2 separate regions of the Ovis aries genome follow, and region 2 is linked to region 1. The links are chromatin contacts, called in public Hi-C maps. All regions are on one chromosome and are shown on one strand. The core of a region is the stretch at or near the end of the contact, and the rest is flanking DNA. Distances in the headings are between cores, read along the strand shown.

What was found. A called contact is a pair of places that touch in the nucleus more often than the background predicts.
Region 2: a contact with region 1 is called in a Hi-C map of liver, with 6 times the contacts expected there. The contact joins two enhancer-like sites. A contact is called at or near these places in 3 of 16 Hi-C or Micro-C datasets (hypothalamus, liver and tail adipose tissue).

What each region holds. Positions count from the first base shown.
Region 1 is chr2:184,326,228-184,331,077 of ARS-UI_Ramb_v3.0, forward strand. No RefSeq gene overlaps it. Among named protein-coding and RNA genes, the nearest start is that of MARCO, 50 kb to the left of the region's middle. Within about 2 kb of position 2,949, at least 8 of the 54 cell types and tissues checked have an H3K27ac peak or open chromatin away from gene starts, as enhancers often do. A contact at or near this core is called in liver, where this site is marked.
Region 2 is chr2:184,653,960-184,658,382 of ARS-UI_Ramb_v3.0, forward strand. The region is part of intron 7 of C2H2orf76 (chromosome 2 C2orf76 homolog); the gene reads right to left. Among named protein-coding and RNA genes, the nearest start is that of DBI, 88 kb to the right of the region's middle. Within about 2 kb of position 2,777, at least 1 of the 54 cell types and tissues checked has an H3K27ac peak or open chromatin away from gene starts, as enhancers often do. A contact at or near this core is called in liver, where this site is marked.

The sequences.
Region 1 (4,850 bases), core at 1,699-4,198:
AACTGTGGTACATATATACAGTGAAATATTATGTCTGCCATAAAAAGGAATGAAATAGTGCCATTTGCAAAGACGTGGATGGACCTAGAGATTGTCATATAGAGTGAAATAACTCATAAAGAGAAAAATCTCATATAATATCACTTATATGTAGAATCTAGAAAAATGGTACAGATAAACTTACGTGCAAAGCAGAAATAGAGTCACAGAAGTAGAGATTTACAGTTACCAAGGTTGGGGGGGGGAGTGGAGTGGGAGGGGAAAGAACTGGGAGATTGGGATCGACATATATACACTACTATGTAAAAACAGATAGCTACTGAGAACCTACTGTATAGCACAGGGAACTCTCCTCAGTGATCTGTGATGACCTAAATGGGAAGGAAATCTTAAAAAGGAGTGAATATAAATATACATGTAACTGGTTCACTTTTTTGTGCAGCAGAAACTGATACAACATTGTTGAGCACCTATACTCCAATAAAAATCAATAAATACAAAATAAAGGTTAGAAAAACCAAAAGAAATGATAAATTAAAAGAAAGCATGTTAACTGTTGCCTGGCATGTGGTAAATGCTCAGTCTGGGTTATTATGACTATTCAGGACCCTTCACAGAAGCTCAGAAAGAAGTATTGACACATATACACTGCCATGTGTAAAATAGGTAGCTAGTGGGAAGCTGCTGTGTAACACAGGGAGCTCAGATCTGTGCTCTGCGAAGACCTTGAGCAGAGGAATGTGGGGGTGAGTGGGAGGGAGGTTCAAGAAGGAGGGGATATTTGTATACATATAGCTGACTTACTTCGTTTAACAGCAGGAACTAACACAACATTGTTAAGCAATTATCCCCCAATTTAAAAATGTAAACATAATTTTTTTTAAAAGGAAAAAAGAAATTATTTAGTGTAAACAAGAAATGGACTCAACAGAGTCCATCAGAGTCTATCCTCCCCCCCAGCTCAGACTTTTCGCCCCAGTGTCCCTGTGTGCCATTGAGTCACTGGTGCACAGGCCCCTGGAAGGACAGGAGGACAGGGCCCAGCAGACACTTTGGCTGTGTGGCTGTGGAGAGAAATAGGGCTGCAGCTGGAGGGAGACAGGTGGGATGCAGGGGCGGACTTTATTTTTTGTAACAAGATAAAGTCCAGTTTATATGCCGATGGGAATGACCTAGTAGGTAGGCTCAATTAATAATTCAAGAGGGAAGGCACGATTTCAGGAGCTAGGTCCTTAGGAGGACTAGAGGGCTCTGAGCAACTGGCAGGGACAGGAATAGTTCTCGGATAGCAGGAAGGAAGGTGGCAATCTGAATAAAGATGCGGAAGCCAGTGGATTTGGTAGATGAGGAATGAGGGAGTTCTCATCCGATTGTTTCTATCTTCTCAGAGGGCAGGAGCCAAAGTCAACAGCTGAGGCGGTCTGGGGAGGAATGAGTGCTGGGCACATGGAGAGAGAAAGATCTGAAGCTGGGGTGGGCAGGGCTGCATGGCCACCTTTGCTGGAAACATTAGAAGTATTGGGGCAACTATCTTGAAGGTTCCCTCTGCCAGGCACATATTCTCAAACTTCAGAACAATCTGCAAGGTAGGATCACTGATAAGGAGCTGTGGGTTCAAGGTCTAACAGTTAGCAAGAGGCAGAGGCCAGATTTGAACCTGGTGTTTCTGATGACAGAGACGAGTGGCCCTCCACACACACACCTGTTGGACATGCACTTGATAAGACTGCATAGTCAGACTCCATCCACCCCGCTGGGTACCACCTTAACCTGGTATTCACCTGGTCAAGTCCTGTTTCCTGCAGGAATGGCAAATTTGGGGGCTCTGGTACATGAATGAATGTGGTTTCATGTCCTGCCAGGGGAGTTTGGGGTGTTTTTAATGGGGGCCCCTCTGTGGTTAATTTTGCACTGAACCTCTCTTTCCCTTCCACTTGTCACAACCGTGTTCCCAACCTTACCTTTCTACACTTGCCTTTGCCCCTCTAATCTGGCATTTACCTGTGCCTCTCCATGTGAGGTGCTATGCAGGGAGCCACTGATACAAAGATTAAAAACCTAGTTCGTGACCTCTGAGGTCAGGGTTCAGGGGGGAAACCACAAGTGAGCACGTCAGCACAGAGTGATGGGCTGGTCTGGCCCACGAATGTGGGGGCCAGAGGTGTCTCCGCTCTGAACTCCCCTCTTCCAGGCCCAGGACCAGTGGGATTCCTTCCCTACCACTTGCCCAAATCTGTATGATAAAATCTTAAAGAACCAAACAGCTGTATGGTAACTCCTCACTAAATGCACTCAAAATCATTGTTGTTGTTTAATCGCTAAGTCACGTCTAACTCTTTGCGATCCTATGGGTTGTAGCCTTCCAGCCTCCTCTATGGATTTCTCAAGCAACAGTACTGAAATGGGTTGCCAATTCTTCTCCAGGGGATCTTCCCCATCCAGGGATCAAACCTGTGTCTCTTGCATCTCCTGTATTGGCAGGCAGATTCTTTACCAGTGATCTACCTGGGAAGCCCTACTCAAAATCATACAAACCATCAAAAGAAATTTGCATGCTTGTTAAAATGCATGTTAGAACGACATTTTTCTGGATTTTCTGATCGGAGTCCTGTGATAAGCATATGGGAGCTCTGCTATGGCCCTCTGCCCCTTTTGGTGGGGACTGGGAAGAATACTGTATGGAACACAGACGGTGCTTCGTACCACAGGCTTGGGGGATTCCAAGAACTCGGTAAACACTGGGCAATGACTGACCTTTGCAGACGGTGGCAGGGTTGCGACCAGGAGACAGTCTGTGGAAGTCTGGGGAAGTCTCCTACCCCACAAACACAACCTGGCTGCCTCCCACTCGGCATGATCAACTGGACCCTGTTTTCCGCTCAGAGTAAGGCCTGCAGACCTGTCGCTGAGGAGGCCGCCTTCCCGCTGCGGGCACGAGGGGGCGCTGCAGGCCGTGCTCAGCCCGCCAGGCTCCGACCTCAGTCTCTGCCCGGCTCCGCCAGGGACGGAACTAGAGAGGCTGCTGCTGCTGCTAAGTTGCTTCAGTCGTGTCCAATTCTGTGCGACCCCATAGACGGAAGCCCACCAGGCTCCCCTGTCCCTGGGATTCTCCAGACAAGAACACGAGTGGGTTGCCATTTCCTGCTCCAATGCATGAAAGTGAAAAGTGAAAGTGAAGTTGCTCAGTCGTGTCCGACTCTTAGCGACCCCCTGGACTGCAGCCTACCAGGCTCCTCCAGCCATGGGATTTTCCAGGCAAGAGTACTGGAGTGGGTTGCCACTGCGCGGATCCCAGCAAAGGCTCCAGGGCTGGACGCAGCCCACCGCTCAGAAGAAATACACACGCTTCATCTGTGCCCGGTCCGGGCATCCACGAAACTCTCTCCTCCGTTTCTCCTCCTGATGCCCAGTAGTAACCAATCTACTGCTGGCCCTGGACAGAAGCCATTCAAAAGGGACCATTTAGGGGGTCAGCACCTTTATTTTAGGATGTTGCGGAACTCCCATTCATTAAGTACCCACTGTGAACTGGTACTGTGTGAGGTTCTTTATATACATTAGTTCTTCAGAACAATCTCATGATATTTTACAGCTCTCATTCTACTAAGAAGCTCAGAGAGGTTAGATTTTTTTTACCCAGGGGGACCAGCGAGCTGATATGCACCAGGGCTAGAAATCCAAATCCCAAGGTTGACCCAAAGCTCATGTCCTTCCCCATTCTTGCCATTGCTGCTGGTGCCCCACAGCCCAGGGAAAAGAAGCTGGGCAGGAGGAGGGGGCAACCACAGCAGGTCTGATTGAAGAACTTCTGAAAACTTGGAGGAGACTGAGGTAGAATTCCACAATGAAAAGGCATCAAACAGTCAGGGACCTGACTCCCAAGCTCTACTCTATCAGATATTAGCTGGTGACCTCCAGTCAGGTCCTTCGCCTTTGGCACCCATTTCCTTATTTGGACAAGGTGGGATGAGATTAGGTCATTTCCCAAGCTCCCCCACCCCCAACATCTCCAACAGTTTGTGCATGGAGAACTCCCTAACTAGGGGCTTCCTCCAAGGACTGGCCAGAGAGGTCAGAAGAGAGCCAAGAGGGGGCCTTCATGCATATGGTCTCAGGACTATGTCATCTGTTAATTAAGGCCTGGGTACCAGAGGGCCAGAGCCTCTGAAAAGTCGCCCCATCCCAGGCCTGCCTGAGGATGGCCAGTGGTCTGGGAAGGTAGGCGAGCAGGGCAGCAGAGACCCACACCACAGGTGCACACCCAGGGTCTCAGTGAGCCCCTCAGTAACCAAGCGGCTGCTGGTTACTCTTCACGCCCTCTGTCATCAGGCGGTACCCCCAGCACTCAACAGCTCAACTTTTTCTTGGCAGAAGCTGTCTGTCTCCTCCGGCTGTTTCCACTATAAACATGTTGGATTTAACTCTGTTCCAACATACTCTGCCCTGACACACTGAATGTGTCAGGTGTGGGGGTATGGTGATGGAGGCAACCTGCAGCCTGACCCTCCAAAACTCTCCATCCAACTGGGAAACAGAACCATCAACAGACAGCTAGGCCGTTAGATACAGAGCCCAGGGACCCAGAGGAGGACGGAACCACTGAGGGGTGATGGAGATCTGGGGCAGCTTCTAGCAAGAGTTCACCCCAGGGCAGGGAGTGGATAAAGTCAGCTCGGGGAGTGAGGGCAGAGGGAAGATGCTCTAGGAAGAGGGAGCTGGGTGAGGTTCGGCGGGGAGAGGGGGAGGCTGGACTTTTAGGGGTCAGGAGTGGTGAGGAGACTAGCACAGCAGCCCAGCTAAGAGATGTCAAGGCCTTGAACAGGGGAGAGGGACACAGGATGGGCCCTCTC
Region 2 (4,423 bases), core at 1,527-4,026, 330 kb after region 1:
TAAAGGACCCACAAAGGTTCAGAGCAGTCACAATTCTTTCAACCTAGCAGGTCAAGGACTCTGTCTTCTAAAACAATAAGTCAGCAACATTATTAATTCAGACTGGAGACAAATCTGATGGAAAGCCTTCCAATTATTAAACATGCAATTCTTTAAGGTGTTGCACCAACAAGTTCCACATTTTTTAAATTAAATCAGAAGTTAATACCGCCTGCTTAGCTTTTACAGAAAGAGCAAAAGGGCCTTCAGAATCTTGACAAGAAAACAGACAAGATTATTTGTAATGAATACTGATCACTCAATTAACATATTCTCTAAAAACAGACAAGTGAAACTCTTCAAGCCAAATAAATAGGATAATCAGGAAGGATGCCAAGGATTACCACTGGTCTCCCAGTTTAAAGCTCTCATCTCTTCATTAGAATTTATCACAGAAGAATGAAATTAAAGAGCTTAGCATAACATTTCATTAAAAATGTTTTTGCTGGTTTTAAGTATACCAAATTTAATGTTTCTCAAACCTAAATTTCTGTGGTCTTTACAGAAAATATGGAAATGTTGAAAGAAGAAAATAAAATCACCCAGAGTCTCAGATCTTCATTCCAGCCCTTTTATATATTCAAGATCAAATGAAGATTAATCTTTATAAAAATCATATTACGAACTCTTGTTACAACAAGCCTGAGTGTGTGTGTGTGTAGGCAAGCAGGGAAGACACAGCAGAAAGAAACTGGGAATCGATGAGAGGGGCTGTATAAAAATGCACCCTGGGCAAACGATAAGTTAATGTACAGTTAAATTTTACAAGAAAATGGCATTTAAAATAATAGCTAAGAGCTCTATACTAGGAATTAGTAAAAAGTTGAAAAGGGGGCTTCAAAAAATTCAGTATTCAAAGTTAAGATATTCTGAGATCTATCCTTTAAATAAAAAGCTCCTTTTTGGAAGAGAAGCAAGCCCAAAGGTAGACCTACAAAATTTGCAAGTGATTCTAAAATCCTCCTCCTGATGTTAGGAGAATAAGCAAAAGTCCCCTGTTCTTAATAATCACAATGCAAGATTTCATACACCATGTGCTATTTACATATAGAACTTTACACAGTGCTTTGCCCACACAGCACTTTGCTCAATACACACTAACTGTAATTACAATTTTCACTTAACCGTAGCTGACATTTATCTGCACCCCTTTTGAGAAACTAGTACATCTTACGGCTCTTCAGGATACCAATAATCGGTTTAGGATTAAATGAATGTATAGAAAAAACTGACAAAGCATTCCTGTTTTGACACATAAGTTCTCTTGGGTCTAATTAAGTTATAGATCAATCCATCTTTTATACACTACAGGGTTAAAAATGAGGTCATCTAAGGTAAATATTTTATTTTCAGATGAATGTTTTTTCAGGAAAACTAGATTGACAAATGGGTTAAACTCAAATGGTCCAGGCTGATAAAAATGTTCACCCTTAACAAATTGGAGAATAACACACAAATTAGGAGTTGGCTGGTTTGAACATTCAAAAGAAAGACATAAGGTGGATTTTAAATTTTAGTCATGTTTCTTAAGCAGAATCAGAATATAATGTTTTTTCTTAAATCTACAGAACCCTATTGGAAATCTCTGAGACAATGATTTCACATATTTAGACTGCAAATTTACTTGCCAATTACAGTGAAAACAAATTACAAAAGATTTTCAAGACCTCTACATAATCACCCTTTCCTCCATTATCCCAAATTCTATTTAAAATGGCTCCAGAAGAACCCTCAGGAAGTCTACCACACGCTGGTCCCCTAGGGCTCCTGATTTTAAATTAAATGTGCTGCAGGCGGCAGTGCACTCAGGTGCAGAGTGCCTTGGCATGTGAATGTGAAATGAATGTGCATTCTCAAATCCAATAAATATACCACCAGCTCATCCCTTTGTCTTACTAGCAAATGAAACCAAGTAAGAACGCTCCAAATACATTTGTAGACCATTTTAATACTGACTTTCAAGTTTAATGAAATGAACACAAGCCAGGACATTCAAATGTTGGATATGAAATTAATAATTAAGAATTTTATAATGTTTCCATTACAAAATGCACATATATACACCTTCAATGGGAAAATAATAACTTCAAATTTTTTAAAAGAAGAAGAAAAACCAATTTTAAATGCAAAAATCTCAGGAAAGTTGAGTATAATGAACTTAAACTCCTCAACTAACTTATTTCAATAAACCCATCTATAAACAAGGATTTACTGTATGGCTTCTAAATCCCAAGCTTCATATCAAAGCTGTATGCAGCACAGCAATTGTCGTCCAAGAAAAGAGGCTGAGAAATGTGTCCTGACTGTAGTACAGACAATTAATGATCAGAGCAGGCTGTAATGTGAATAATAACTCCAGATTATTGGCCAAAAAAAAAAAAAGCCAAGAAGGGCAAGGTGTGATTTCTGCAGCAATTTGACACCAAAAGGACAAAGTTTCACTGTCTCACCTGGTCCAGGAGTCATCCTTGCAAGTTTCACCAAAGTATAATCTAAGAATCATTCAAAACCATGCCCACAGCTGTGTTATATTTCTAACTTTTTACCAAAGGAGGTCAACAATCCAACAAGTAGTTCCAAACAACCATGTGTCTTTTATTTCTTATTTGCTTGAGATTCCGTTTTCAAGCTGGTTGAGAAAGATTTCAAACTATAGTTTGGAGAAAACAAATATAGAGATAAGTCTGACCTTTGATAGACTGGACACTGTGATTTCCACATCAGCATGCAAAGTGAAAGTGTTAGTTGCTCAGTCGTGTCCGACTCTTTGTGACCCCATGGACTGTAGCCCTCCAGGTTTCTCGGTCATGGAATTCTCCAGACAAAAATACTAGAATAGGTTGCCATTCCCTTCTCCACGGGATCTTCCTGACCAACGGATCAAACCCGTGTCTCCTGTATCAGCGGGCATATTTTTTACATCTGAGCTACCAGGGAAGCCCGAGGGGAGTGCAAAAAGGAAGAATCATGTCTGGAAGGTTCCTTCTGATCTTCTTCCTCTGGGATCCCAAATTCCCTGGGCCTACCACCTATTTTAGCAAGTACCAGATCATCGCTGCTATGATGTTAACATGAACAGCCGGTTAAACACACTGTCAAAGCAGGAAAGCATGTATGCCCCCAAGATATTACTACCTAAAAAGAGAATGGGAAAGGGACTCAAACCTTCAGGAAACACTAATCATATATGAGCCTGATAAAGAAGCGGAGCCAAGGAAGCCTACAATCTGAGCTGCTTAGCCAAGGTCACCGAGAGGTGCCGGGCACCAAGACTGGGTTTCGGCTGTAGGCAGACAATAGAGGAGCGACACACAAAGTGGAAACAAGCCACAAGGGAGCTGGGGAGTTAGCACAAGATGTGGCCTGACGCGGACTCTTCCCAGAGGTGAGCACTTAGAGTTTGCCAGACTGTATCTTGCTCTAAAATATTTCCGGTAAAACATAACTGACTTTAGAAGAGTTACCCTATCTCAGTTTCTTTCCTAAACCGGAGACGATTCAAAAGACAGCAATCGTAGAATCCAGCAAAATGAAAGAGATAAAATATAACCCCAAAAATATTTAACATGAAAATTTATTACCTAGGGGAATTAGTCCATAAAACTACAACTGTTAACAACAAGATCTTTAAATTATAAACAACAATTCTAGGTAAGGCCTTCTTCCTTCTTCCACAAAACAAATCTTTTTATTGATGTATTTTAGGACGAAATCCACAAGCAAAAACCTCCCCTGATGTCAAGCGTAGAATATACAATTGGGATCTGCAATGCAGATAAAAGGCTAGAGAATTTCTTGGTGAGAAAAGAAATCTTCAAACCAGTTTGTTCCCCTAATTTCCCCCCTTACAGTCTCTTTTCCTTTCATGATTTTTACAGAAAAGTCATAATGATACATTTGTTACACTGGCCTTATTCCCATGGCAACTGGCTGTGATGGCAGAGTGACAGCTCTACAGCAAGATCAAGTGGTAAGAAGGGAGAAAGCGATGACTTGGAATTTTTCTCCTAAAACCTCTTAAAAACCTAACCAGGCACAGCACCAAGGGAGGGAAAATTCCCTAGAAAAATCACACATTTCAAGTACTGCTTTTACAACTCTACTCCCACTTAGAATTTTTTGTTGCTCTCCAGGGGCCATCACCTCCTTCCCCATGAGTAGTAACTGTGGCTTGTTCTCAAGGGTACAGAAACACTGCTCTCAGCAACAAAGGGGAACATGCAGAAGAGGGGGTTGCTCCCAACAGGGATGGCAGACACCCTCAACCAGAGCTACAGACTTGCCAGGGCATGAGAACAGTTTGAAGTAACCTGAAACCAGTGGAGAACTCATGAAAACGATCCAATTCTGATCGAAGATCTATATCGCCTTAAAACAAGAATGA